2 separate regions of the Zea mays genome follow, and region 2 is linked to region 1. Evidence: chromatin contacts called from public Hi-C data. All regions are on one chromosome and are shown on one strand. The core of a region is the stretch at or near the end of the contact, and the rest is flanking DNA. Distances in the headings are between cores, read along the strand shown. Region 1 holds the start of LOC100273579 (phenylalanine ammonia lyase9). Region 2 has its middle 12 kb from the start of LOC100381820.

The links. Hi-C and Micro-C count contacts between places; a contact is called where the count stands out from the background.
Region 2: a contact with region 1 is called in a Hi-C map of leaf, with 8 times the contacts expected there. The contact joins the enhancer-like site here to the promoter of LOC100273579 in region 1. A contact is called at or near these places in 4 of 25 Hi-C or Micro-C datasets (ear, leaf and tassel) and 1 of 3 datasets of contacts at active chromatin or transcription factors (leaf).

The regions. Positions count from the first base shown.
Region 1 is chr5:190,489,930-190,496,774 of Zm-B73-REFERENCE-NAM-5.0, reverse strand. LOC100273579 (phenylalanine ammonia lyase9) reads left to right here and starts at 3,427. Exons shown (of 2, transcript NM_001147997.2): 1 at 3,427-3,991; 2 at 5,392-6,845. The coding sequence starts at 3,579. It overlaps LOC103627433 (phenylalanine ammonia-lyase), which reads left to right. Exons shown (of 1, transcript XM_008647730.4): 1 at 1-405. The coding sequence ends at 218.
Region 2 is chr5:190,545,649-190,552,493 of Zm-B73-REFERENCE-NAM-5.0, reverse strand. No RefSeq gene overlaps it. Among protein-coding and RNA genes, the nearest start is that of LOC100381820, 12 kb to the left of the region's middle. Within about 2 kb of position 4,488, at least 11 of the 20 cell types and tissues checked have an H3K27ac peak or open chromatin away from gene starts, as enhancers often do. A contact at or near this core is called in leaf and tassel, where this site is marked.

The sequences.
Region 1 (6,845 bases), core at 2,178-4,677:
CGGCAGCGATACCGAACAGAATCACCGACTGCCGCTCCTACCCGCTCTACCGCTTCGTGCGCGAGGAGCTCGGAGCCGTGTACCTCACCGGCGAGAAGACGCGCTCTCCCGGCGAGGAGCTGAACAAGGTGCTCGTTGCCATCAACCAGGGCAAGCACATCGATCCGCTGCTCGAGTGCCTTAAGGAGTGGAACGGCGAGCCCCTGCCCATCTGCTGAACAGAGAGACGGAATGACGGATAGGAAGAAGACTGTTGTGTTCATTGTTCAATAGTTCGAAATCATTTTTTTTTTCTTCCTTTAGTTTTGCGTGGCGGGTAGCAAAGGCTAATGACTGTTTATCTGGTCATACTCTACTTATGAAACATTATATTTTCAAGAAATATATATTCCATTCTTGTTATTATTTTGTTTTAGCAGCGAAATTGGAAAATATTTCATTGCTTGAGAAAAGGCGCGGGGTAGGAACGGCAGTCCCTTTTGCATCCTCCAAACCTCTTCTCCTAAACATGGCTCCGATTTGATAATCATGATCCATTTGTCTGTTCAGTTTCACCGCCGAAAATATTTTTTAGGCATGTTTGGAAGTAAAGTATTTCAAAACCATAGTTATACAATACCACGGTTTTAAAATGTTACGACACAACTGCAATATTTTTTACATTACTCTAACTAATATGTGTCTGGAGACAAAGTATCTCAAATTATAGTATTTCGTATACATTTGCCAGGCTAGTCATAGAAAAAAATGAGTTTTAAATACTGATATAATGTTATGTTTGAACTCAGTAACTATGTAATGTTATGAATAGTGATGTACTTATGTTTGACTGATAGAATTAGAAGTAGAATTTTTATTATTAATTATCGTGATATAATGTTATTCATTTGTAGCTTGCTTGTATAGAACATAATATATGTGGCTAACCAGATGTTCATTTTTTGGTTTAAACTGAAAACCAAACACCGAACTATTCGGTTTTTTTTGTTTTCGCGACACAATGGTCGGTTGGGAGTTTTTAAAATTCAAAGTTTATAAAACTGAAGAAAATTAAACCGAACGTTCGGTTTAAATCGAATGTCCATACCTACAAGTGATACATGTTCACACTAGTGCTAGATAACCTTGCTTGTAAAGGGCAAGGACTCTTGTGACCAAGGCTACGGATGAATGTTCTCTTGTCCAATGTAGTAGCCAAGGCCCCATTGTCTATTGTCTATAAGAAAGATGCGCTTTTCAAGATTTAAGGTGTCTTTGGTTGTATTTTGAGCTGCTTTTGCTTTTAAAAAGTCGAAAGCCAACCAAAGGAGTATGAACTAAAGATGTATAAAGTAGAAGCTACTTTTTCAGAACTAGTTATTTTAGATAATACTACCTCCGTTCTCGAATAGTTATCGTCTGCTAGTTCATTTTTAAACTAAAACGTGATAAATAAAAAAGAACGGAGGGAGTACCTTTTTGAGAGCAACTTAACCTTTGACCTTTTTTTCAAATATAAAAAAATATAGAGTTGTTTCACCTCAAGGGCGATACTAAAGGTTACTATTGGATCCACCAATAGTAAAGGTTACTATTGGATCCACCAACTAGAGCTAAAGGTTCCTTCTAGGCCAATCTACGACACTAGCCATTAGACCCTGGACTAAAGAGAGGATTAGTCTCGATGCAACTGATGACTAAATCCTAAAACTAAAGCTTGATTCTCTACTAGTGTCCAATAAAAGATTTAAGTGGTAAATACGGAGTATTACGTAGACCAAGAGACCTACTTGCTTAACCGTCGTTGCCGTATTCCTATGCTCAAGCTCAATTTTTTTAAAAAAAATATATATATTTACCCTTACATAGTCCACGCATGAAACGAACCACGCGGAAACCATGCGTCAGTTGACAGGCCACCAAGAGCTGGACGAGAGTTAAAAACCTTGACCGTAAACAGCCCGATCCAATTATTTGGAAATGCCACTGAAACGTAAAAGAAAAGGACAACCTGTAGCATGCATTCGTTTCAAGGGGAAAATAATCTGTAGCATGCACATGGTCACCCTTTGTGTCTTCCCTCTCAAAGAATAGTCGCCGCCCACTACGAAGTATGCTCTACCCACCGCGTGTGACAGTAGTGCTGCTACCACCCGCTTTGAAAAAATCGGAAAAGAGTAGCGGTTCGTGCATTAGATGGATGTTGCCTAGGAGCACCTGCTCTCCACCGTTTTTTTTTTTTTTGAAAGAAATGGAAATACAATACTTCATTCGTCCAAAATTAAAGGCTGAAGCGTGGAATCTTCGCGGTACGCTTATCTGAACTTGGGATCGTCAATGAGTGTTTATCACATCAAATTTTAATGATCACAATTTGGTTGGCCACTGCTGTTTGTGAAAGTTCCACATATTGCTGCGCCAGATCCGGAGCGCCTTTCTTTCCTTGGAAGTTCGTTCTGCAGGTGCAGAATCCGGACAGAAATCGCAACAGAACACCTCTACTACTGCTATACATCCTATAGGCCACAGCTGAGACGGACTCGTGAGTCATGAGTGCTGATGTGACGAAGCCCCCCGTTTGTTTCGGCTTTTCGCAGCTTCTAGCCACCAAAAGCTGCTGCGGACTGCCAAACACTCAGCTTTTCAGTCAGTTTCTATAAAATTTGTTTGGGTAAAAACCATTCAAAATCAACATAAACATATAATCGGTTGAGTCGTCGCAATAGTAGGAATCCGTCACTTTATAGATCCTGAGCCCCATAGACAACTTTATCTTCCTCTGCACGTAGTCATAATGATACTCAAATTCTCTACACAGCCAGATTCTCACCACAGCTATATTCTCGAAAAAGCTGGTCAGAAAAAGCTGAACCAAACAGGCCCGAAGTGGACTCGTCATTTCGAGCCATTTCCTGTGACATTTCGCACGCCTGCAGTTGCAGCATCTCCAATCTCCAAGTGGTTGCGTTGCGTTGCGTGTGTGTAAGGTCCGGGCGGGCGACGGACCGGACCAACTCGACACTGACGGAGGGAGGACTAGGCAGTAGCTCGCGTCCACACACACGGGGGCTCCCCTACCAACCCCGTCGCACTCAGCCAGTGACCAGACCACCCACCTTGGGGCGCAACCGCATCTGGTGTGGTGCGCCCGTCGTCCGGCGCCGGGTCAGTGTCTCCTATCACCAGGCGGACGGCAGGCAGGAGGCCACGGCCGCGCAACGCAAGCTGCCGCGCTGGCCACTGGCGTGGCGCGCATCGGCACATGGTTGGCCGGCCCATCCAAGGGCGAGGGAGGCGTCGCGGAGTCAGCTCAGCCCGCCAACAACCTACCCACCCCGATTGCCATGCCATGCCAGTCTCTGGCCCCCAACAACCTCCCTCTCCCACCGGTGGCCACGCTATTTAAGCCCGTGCTCCCCCCCACCGTTCTCCTCAGGAAGAGCCTAGCTAGCTTTCCCCAGCTCTTCTTCCACAGCACTGTCTGTCTGTCTGTCTCGCAATTAGCTGTACTAATCCGCTAGTGGCACTGCTGCTACTCTCGTGTACTCCCAGCTATCTCCTCTCTATACTCTTGTACGTACGCACGTGTCGCAACCGCAATGGAGTGCGAGACCGGGCTTGTCCGCTCCCTGAACGGCGAGGGCCTGTGCATGTCGGCGGCGGCGGCGGCGCCGCGCGCCGACGCCCTGAACTGGGGCAAGGCCGCGGAGGACCTGTCCGGGAGCCACCTGGACGAGGTGAAGCGGATGGTGGTGGAGTTCCGCGAGCCGCTGGTGAGGATCCAGGGCGCCAGCCTGAGCATCGGGCAGGTGGCCGCCGTGGCCGCGGGCGCCGGCGGCGAGGCCCGCGTGGAGCTGGACGAGTCCGCCCGCGGCCGCGTCAAGGCCAGCAGCGACTGGGTCATGAGCAGCATGATGAACGGCACCGACAGCTACGGCGTCACCACCGGCTTCGGCGCCACGTCGCACAGGAGGACCAAGGAGGGCGGCGCGCTCCAGAGGGAGCTCATCAGGTGAGAAGATTGGGACTGACTTCGCTTCATTTCTTTTCTTTTATTTTTTTTCCCACAGCAGCTAGTTGTTTACTGCACGGGATCCCATCAGTTACTGAAGCAAACAAATGTTCAGTTTTTTTTTGGGCGCGGTGTTAGCTAGGTCGTTGTTGGCTTGGCAATACACGTTAACTACCTCAAACTTTTTATCCATGCTGGTGCACATCATTCGTGCTTACAACCTGTACAAGTATAATACTGCACTATACTGGTATCCAAATTAAAACAGTGTTGCCGCACAAATGGAAAAAGAAGAAAAAAAAGACACATCCAGGCTGTGGCCTGTGGCTGTTCATCCCACATGCAAACCCCAGTCGGATGCACCGAACCTGCCCTCTACAACGGTGCACGCGTACACCCACGCTCCGCCCAGAATTAGGTGTCACTGGCCACCGCTCGGCGGGCCACCCCTGTCCCACCGACCATACCAGCATAGTTGGGCAAGAGAGAAAGCAGGTGCGGAAGAAGAGGAAACCCCGTGCTTTCTGGGGCGTCGGCGTCGGCGTCGGCGTCGGCGTCCGGGACCGGTAGCTCGCTCACCGCTTCGATGTGAGCCGTTTCGGTTACGTACTCCACTAGTACTGGACGGACCGATACAGGTGGCCGCCCAACGGGGGTTCGCTGCCGCCGCCGCCGCCCGCGCGTTGCTCGAGCTCACGTTGCACGCGTTGCTCGTGCACAGGCTGCAACCGCGCCCGTCAGTCATAGAAACATGGGCAACCTTCGGCGCTGCGCTGTAATACGTTCTCTTTTTTTTTACCACAGCCCAGACCCAGCAACACGATTGCATTTTTCAGACTTTGTCTCGCCGCCTTATCCTACTTACCGAGTTAAAAAAAAGGCTCAACAGTACGTTTCAGAAAACTGGTTCTTCCTCATAGGAGTAATAAAGAACGCGTGCCAGCGATGAAACAACCATGGCGCAACAAACAATTAAGAGAGTGAGAGTAAGCAGTCAACTACTCATAGCATGTGGAATTATTTCCATTCATCAAAGTTCCTAACTGCCCCATATCCGGGAAGCTTCTTACCCACCAAAGCTGGCAAAATGAAGCAAAAGAATAATTTACTTGCACCGACAAGATATCTCTCTGTCCATGTGTGCGAATCCATTATTTTGTTCGCTGTTACTCGGTCTATCACGGCGAAGCATAAACTAAGCTTTAAGCGTTACTCTAATACAAAGTGGAATACAAACATAAACTGAACTCTTAAAAGTCGGCAGTCGGCAGATCCTTGTTTGATCCAAGTTAATCTTCAAGTTTATCGTATACGTACAACCCTGACCAAGTTTATTGCTCAATATTCTATCTTAAGGCTCCGAAAATTGACCTCTACTCTGTCCCGTTTCCATCTTCCAGATTCCTCAATGCTGGCGCGTTCGGCACCGGCGCCGACGGCCACGTGCTGCCGGCCGAGGCCACGCGCGCGGCGATGCTCGTGCGCATCAACACCCTCCTCCAGGGCTACTCCGGCATCCGCTTCGAGATTCTGGAGGCCATCGCCAAGCTGCTCAACGCCAACGTCACGCCGTGCCTGCCGCTCCGGGGCACCATCACCGCGTCGGGCGACCTCGTCCCGCTCTCCTACATCGCCGGCCTCATCACGGGCCGCCAGAACTCCGTCGCGGTGGGCCCCGACGGCAGGAAGGTGGGCGCCGCCGAGGCGTTCAGGATCGCCGGCATCGAGCACGGGTTCTTCGAGCTGCAGCCCAAGGAGGGCCTCGCCATGGTCAACGGCACCGCCGTGGGCTCCGGCCTCGCCTCCACCGTGCTCTTCGAGGCCAACGTTCTCGCCGTCATGGCCGAGGTCATCTCCGCGGTGTTCTGCGAGGTCATGACCGGCAAGCCCGAGTTCACCGACCACCTGACGCACAAGCTGAAGCACCACCCCGGACAGATCGAGGCCGCCGCTATCATGGAGCACGTCCTGGAAGGCAGCTCGTACATGAAGCTGGCCAAGAAGCTCGGCGAGCTCGACCCGCTGATGAAGCCGAAGCAGGACAGATACGCGCTCCGCACCTCCCCGCAGTGGCTGGGCCCGCAGATCGAAGTGATCCGCTTTGCCACCAAGTCCATCGAGCGCGAGATCAACTCCGTCAACGACAACCCGCTCATCGATGTGTCCCGTGGCAAGGCGCTCCACGGCGGCAACTTCCAGGGAACTCCCATCGGCGTGTCCATGGACAACACCCGTCTCGCGCTCGCCGCCATCGGCAAGCTCATGTTCGCGCAGTTCTCGGAGCTGGTGAACGACTACTACAACAACGGCCTCCCGTCCAACCTGTCCGGCGGGCGCAACCCCAGCTTGGACTACGGCTTCAAGGGCGCCGAGATCGCCATGGCCTCCTACTGCTCGGAGCTCCAGTTCCTGGGCAACCCGGTGACCAACCACGTCCAGAGCGCGGAGCAGCACAACCAGGACGTGAACTCCCTGGGCCTCATCTCGTCCAGGAAGACCGCCGAGGCAGTGGACATCCTGAAGCTGATGACGTCCACGTTCCTGATCGCGCTGTGCCAGGCCATCGACCTGCGGCACCTCGAGGAGAACGTGAAGGCCGCGGTGAAGAACTGCGTGACGCAGGTGGCCAAGAAGTCGCTGAGCCTGAACGCCCGGGGCGGGCTCCACAACGCGCGCTTCTGCGAGAAGGACCTGCAGACGGCGATCGACCGCGAGGCGGTGTTCGCGTACGCGGACGACCCGTGCAGCCCCAACTACCCGCTGATGCAGAAGCTCCGCGCGGTGCTGGTCGAGCACGCGCTGGCCAACGGCGACGCCGAGCGCGCCGCGGAGACGTCCATCTTCGCCAAGGTGG
Region 2 (6,845 bases), core at 3,239-5,738, 55 kb before region 1:
CATTGCTCTTCGTGTAAGCATAAGGACGTGTGGGACGTGATCAACTGATCATTTAAATGAAGACACAAGAATTCGTCTAACTATTTCTCTATTTCTTCGATGTGCGAGTCCACACCAAAGCTTAGTTTCGAAGGAGGTGACTTATTGTGCTTGCAAATTATGAATCGTAAAGTTTGTATTGTCTACATCGATACTTATTGTGTGCATGGATCTTGCAGGTTAAAAAACAGCACCATGTCTTTCTTCACATTGTTGACATCGTCTAGAAAGTCAACCCCTACTTCATGTAGAGACCTAACTGCACTGGTCAACTTGGGCTCAGCGCACTCTAGAAGGTTGTGGCTGCCATTCGTTTTCTTGTGTATGGTGTTCCTATAGATTTCATGGATTTCCTAGCATGCTCGACATCATCGACTGCATGCACTAGGAGTGGTTTAACTACCCTGCCGCTTGGAAGGGTATGTTCACTAGTTGGGCAAGCACCCTCCCATGATCCTCGAGGCAATGGCCTCGTACAATATATGGATTTGGCATGCATACTTTAGGATGCCCAAGAGAAACAATGATATCAATGTGTTGGATCAATCTCCTATTTTTGTCAGGCACGTTAGGGGGAGAGTCCTAATTGGTTTCATGATGAACAGAAACAACTATGACATGGCTACTACCTTGTTGATGGTATTTATCCTGACTGGCTGGCCTTCGTTAAGATGTTACGACATCCAACAAAGCTAGCATTATTTGGTGTTCTGCAATCGAGGTGGGCAGTAGTCTGGTGTCTAGTATATGACTAGTCGCGTTCATACATTAGTGATATATTGATCGCATGCATTGTAATGCACAACATGATAGTGGAAGACGAAAGGGGGATCACAATGAACTGAAACTTTGACAACCTAGTCCTTATTGCTAACACAAGCCAAGGCAAAACGCATGAACGTGGTTCGTTCGTGCCAGAGCACCACCATCTGAACACACTTACTTCTAGCTTCAGTGCGACCTCATCAAGCATAACTAGGCTTTACTTGGTTCAGGTGCATCATACCACTAGTGGTCAAGGTAGGAGTGTTGGCATCAATGTGGTATGTGTATGTTGTCGTTTGTATGTGTATGTCGTCACATGCTCAACACCCCTTATGGTACCACTACCGGAATCGCGTTCTTTGCCGAGTGTCTAAGACACTCGGCAAAGGCTATTTTACACTCGGCAAAGGCTTTGCCGAGTGTAACACTCGGCAAAGAACACTCGGCAAAGATTTCATCGGCAAAGGGTTCTTTGCCGAGTGCTTTTTTTTGGACACTCGGCAAAGACTTTGCCGAGTGTCAAAAAGCACTCGGCAAAGAAAAACACTCGGCAAATTATGAATCGAAAAAATAAAAAAAAACAGCAAAACATTTTTTAAATTCTAGAAACAACTCCCCTATTACCTTACCCGTTGCCCTATCATTTTTCACTATTATTTTGAATCAAACTTATATGTTTTGTAAATGGTGAGATTCGAACTCGCAACCTCTCTCTCGCGCATACCATCCTATATCACTACACTACTACACCAATTATGTTTATATTATGTTTCCATTCCCCATGTACTATAACAAATCGAGAGTAATTTGATTATTTAAGGCACTAAATGAGTTCATTTGAAAATGTGACCAACTATAAAGTTGCATAACTTTTTGAGATCTAAAAGTTTTATTTTAATAGTTTCTACATCCGAGACCGTTTATAAAATTTGAATTTTAAATTTAAAAACTTCACATGAAATTTTCAATGATAAGATGATTTCAAATCAAAAAATTGTCAACTACAAAGTTTCATTACATTTCAAGACCTACAACTTTTATTTTGGTGGTTTTTCCATCCGAGACAGTTTCAAAAATTCAAATTTCAAAATTCAAACATAGTTTTGTATAACAAGATGATTTCAAACTAAAACATTGTCAACTACAAAGTTTCATAACTCTTCAATACCTACAACTTTCATGTTGGTGGTTTTTCCTTTCGAAGTCGTTTTCAAAATTCAAATTTTAAATTTTTTAAATTCAGACGTAGTTTTCGTTGACAATATGACTTCAAATGAAAAAGTTGTCAACTATAAACTTCTCAAGATCTACAAAGTTTATTTTGGTTGTTTGGTAATTTGTTTATCTCAGATGATGGTTCTAACAATATGCACAAATTCTATACGTCTCTTTCGTAGTTTCATAAACTACGAGAGAGATATAGGTTTTATGAACAAATTTATTTTTATTTTGTCATATGAAGAAATGTTCAATATATAAATTGTACATCATGATGAGTTATACAAATTTGTAGTTGAAAACTTTTTCATTTGAATTAATTTACTACTTTAAAATGTGATTTTTAAATTGTCTTTGCCTAGTGTTGGAGAAAAAACACTCGGCAAAGAGCTCTTTGCCGAGTGTTGTATTTGTGACACTCGGCAAAGAGCCCTTTGCCGAGTGTCAAAAAAAGACACTCGGCAAAGAAACTCTTTGCCGAGTGTCAAAAATAAAACACTCGGCAAAGAGCTTCTTCGCCGAGTGTTTTCTTTTACCGAGGGTTTTTTGCGTGGCACTCGGCAAAGAGCTCTTTGCCGAGTGCCCGAAATAAAACACTCGGCAAAGAATATGACACTCGGCAAAGAGCCAAATTCCGGTAGTGTACCAGTCCTTTTACCGGATGCTATTGGAGACCATCTCAGAGCTTGTGCTTCACATGTTCGCCTCCACGTGATGCACAAGGCGTGCGAACACGAGGCGGTCCAGTCATCGGTTGGTCTAGTCCTGAAAACAATTTTGCTGCAACTGCACTGGTGTGTTCTTCCGTTTGGTCACCGGCTTCTACACTAAACAAACTGAAAACGATTTTGCTGCAACTGTCACAAGCATACGTTTCTTTCAATCGTCGATATATGGCAGTAGTACCGAATTTTTTGCATTTTGGTCCTTCATTAGAAAAAAATTCACGTTTGGACCCTAGAAAATTTTAATGTCATTTTTGGACCCTTTACTCGGCGCCGTAGCCTGTGGCGCCGAGGTAACACAGCTCGGCGCCATAGGCTATGGCGCCGAGGTACGTGCCGCGTTGGCACAAACGGACGTTGTGGCGCCGACGTAGTGCCGAGCTCGGCGTCATAGATCTTGGCGCCGAGCTCTGTTTTATACAGAAAACTTGTCTAGCTCAGTTGGTAAAATTAAAATACAAGGCTTTTAAACTTGTGGTCGTGGGTTCGAGCCCCACGGTGGGCCTTTTTTAATACCTTTTTGTCTTTGTCACTTATTTATTTTTTTGTTGTCCATATTTTTCGTATATGTCGCTAATTTGTCCGTCTTGATTTATTTCTCATCCAGTTTTATTTTTGTGACTAATTTGTTTATTCGTCCAAATTTTTTATCCGGCGAGCACAACAGTTGTATATGCAGTAAATTCTAAAATATATCATCAATGAGACAAGTATATAATGGAGTATACTTATTTAGTGCGGAAGAAAAAAAGATGAATATGTGTGCTTCTTTTTACTGGGAATATGTTATTATGGATTTAAAATTTATGTTCAAAAGAACTCAATGAAAATATAATATTTTTATTTGATCACGATTGAAGTAAGAGTGTTCTCATTAGATTTTTATTGTAGTTAGCTGAGCAAACAACGGGAGAAGTTGACGGCTTTTAAGTACTGTGGCACACAGCTGCTGTGCTCGCCGGATAAAAAAATCTGGACGAATAAACAAATCAGTCAAAAAAATAAAACTGGATGAGAAATAAATCAGGACAGACAAATTAGCGACATAAACGGAAAATATGGACAACAAAAAAACAAATAAGTGACAAAGACAAAAAGTATTAAAAAACGTCCACCGTGGGGCTCAAACCCACAACCACAAGGTTAAAAACCTTGTATTTTACCAACTAAGCTAGACAAGTTTTCTGTTCAGAATAGAGCTCGGCGCCAAGATCTATGGCGCCGAGCTCGGTACCACGTCGGCGCCACGACGTCCGTTTGTGCCAACGCAGCACGTACCTCGGCGCCACAGCCTATGGCGCCGAGCTGTGTTACCTCGGCGCCACGGGCTACGGCGCCGAGTAAAGGGTCTAAAAATGACATTAAAATTTTCTAAGGTCTAAACGTGAATTTTTTTCCAATGAAGGACCAAAATGCAAAAAATTCGGGCAGTAGTACCATATCAGGAGGCTGCCACTTTGGTTCTTTCATGAAGCGGTGGCAACCAGAATGTGTAGATCTACAAGACTGGCCAAACTGCAGTCAAGTGCATGCTGCTACCATGCATTCTGAACCCTATTAACCAACGGGCAGACTATCACCACAAAGCACAACCTGACAAGCCCCCGGCCGGGGACCGAATATATTCGTCTTTCCCCTTGTTGTGTGTCCATGTAAACGAGACCACCACAGAACCAGTGCGACCAAATGCAATGGTTCAAAGCCAGGAACCGTGTACGTACTTCACATGCATCATGCATGGATGGACGTTGCCCCATGCATATCACACTTGAGGCAACGAGGAGGCCAAGTCTCCCTTCATCTCGTTACTTGAGGGCTGGAGACAAGCATGAGAAGTGGCATCGCTTATATGCATACACGTTATATGCTATATGAATGTCTATTTATGATGTGTTTGGTCTCAGATCAAAATAGAATGAATGGGGGCGACATCGTCCCCTTGATTTCCGATGTTTACTTCGTTCGACGTGACTTATCAAACACTACAAAAACTATGACCGACTATTTCATCCCTTCTTATACATCCAATCAAACACATCCATGCACACAACAGTGAGCAGAGAGCACCGGGCGGGACCAGCATTTATGTACGGATTATTGGTGGCTGATGCATGGGCACGGCGGCCTTCACTCTTTGTGTCCTAGCAAGTGATGGTGCTAGTTTATTTTTAAACAAAATGATGACAAATAAAAAAGGGAGGGAGTAGCTAGAGTGCGAGGCACATGCAGCGTCCATGTCAGGGCTTCCTTCCTTGCCACACAATATGTCAAGTGCTCAGGTATGCAACGTATGTACAGGTGTTAGGTACTACCTAATAAACTGATGCGGTAATCGTAATCAAGGAGAGGAAAGCTCGTGTGTGTCGCATGCTAAATCGAATAGCGATGGTGATGACAGATGAGGTGAGAGGTTTAGGTGTCTCTAATCTGGCCGTTAAAAATATTTGCTAGCTTACTCAGCGAATGGTTATACAAATTACTTAATGAGGATGGGATATGGCAAGAATTACTCAAAAATAAATATCTAGGAGATAAATCTCTTACTCAAATATCTAGAAGACCAGGTGATTCCCACTTCTGGTCAGGTCTAATGAATATTAAGGATCAATTTTTTAGATGGAGCCACTTCCAGGTGAGGGATGGACAAGCTACTAGATTTTGGAAGGATAAATGGTTAACCAGCCGATCTCTTAGTGAGCGATTCTCTAACCTTTGTAATATAGTGTGTAATAAGTCGGCCTTGGTTGCACAAGTTTTTCTAGATACGAACTTTAATTTATCTTTTCGTAGAACAATTACGGGAATTAAATTAGTGGAGTGGCGAAACTTGCTATATTTGCTAAATTCGGTTAGTCTGAACCCATCTAGGGACAAATTTGTTTGGGACGAGCATAAGAATGGAATTTTCTCAGTCCAATCTATGTGCCATTTATTGATGTACAATCCTAACAACAATCGGAATAAGATGATTTGGAAACTTAAGATCCCCTTGAAAATAAGTCTTTTGTGGAATTTAGGTCGAGGAGCGATCCTCACAAAAGATAATTTAGCCACAAGACGATGGAAAGGTAGCTTGACTTGTTGCTTTTCCAACCGAAAATGAGAGGATACAACACCTTTTTTATTGCTATATTGCCAAAAATATTTGGAGAATAATTTACTTTTCTCTAAAATAGAAATGTTCGTTAACATTAATCGTATTATCGGGTCGTGGGCAAGTAATAGTGAGCAGGGATACAAAAAATTACTTCTTACTGGAAAATCAGCTTTATTTTGGTCTATTTGGCTTACTCGAAATGAGGTGACTTTTAATCACAAACCAATACCATCAATTGTGCAGGTCATTTTCAGAGGTACTCATTTATTCAGGTTATGGAGATTCGTACAGAAGAAAGAAACACATCAACAAATTTTTGATGTGTGTCAAGCCTTAGAAGTGGTGGCGATGGAAGTCTTTGCGAATCATGGATGACGATAAAATGCAAGACTTGAGTGTGGTGTGGATAGTGTTATCCATAGTCACGATATTTAGTTCCATCAAGTTAGCTTCATTATCCAAGCACTTGTTCATTGAGTTAATAATTGACGTGTAATGGTTGTACGCATTTGATGTAAAAGCCGGAACTCTTTGTTTCCATAATAAAAAAACTAACAATCCTGATATCTTCGAATCAAGCAGGCTGTTTCGTTTCGGATTAAAGCCAGCCAAATTGTTGTAGACAAAATGTTGTAGAATCAATAGAAAATGATACGGATTAAAGCCATTTTCGAGCCATCGATAATAAGCTTCAACGTTAATCCAGCCATCTTTGTCACAATGGTTTACCGGGCAACGACCGTTGTGTAATCAGGCCTTAAATGCAATCGTGCAAACGAGTCTTCTAATTTGTTAGATATAATCAACTATATATTACATTTAACAATTAAACCCTCCTACCACCGGATCATCTAGATTTATATAAAAAATAACCTAATAAACCACAGTTATATCCAAACTTTAAAATCACTGCTCGTGCCTACACATTTGGCATGTCGAAGCCTCTCCACGATGACAAACCAGTCCTAATTTTGTTCGTTAAGAGATAACTGCTTTTGTGT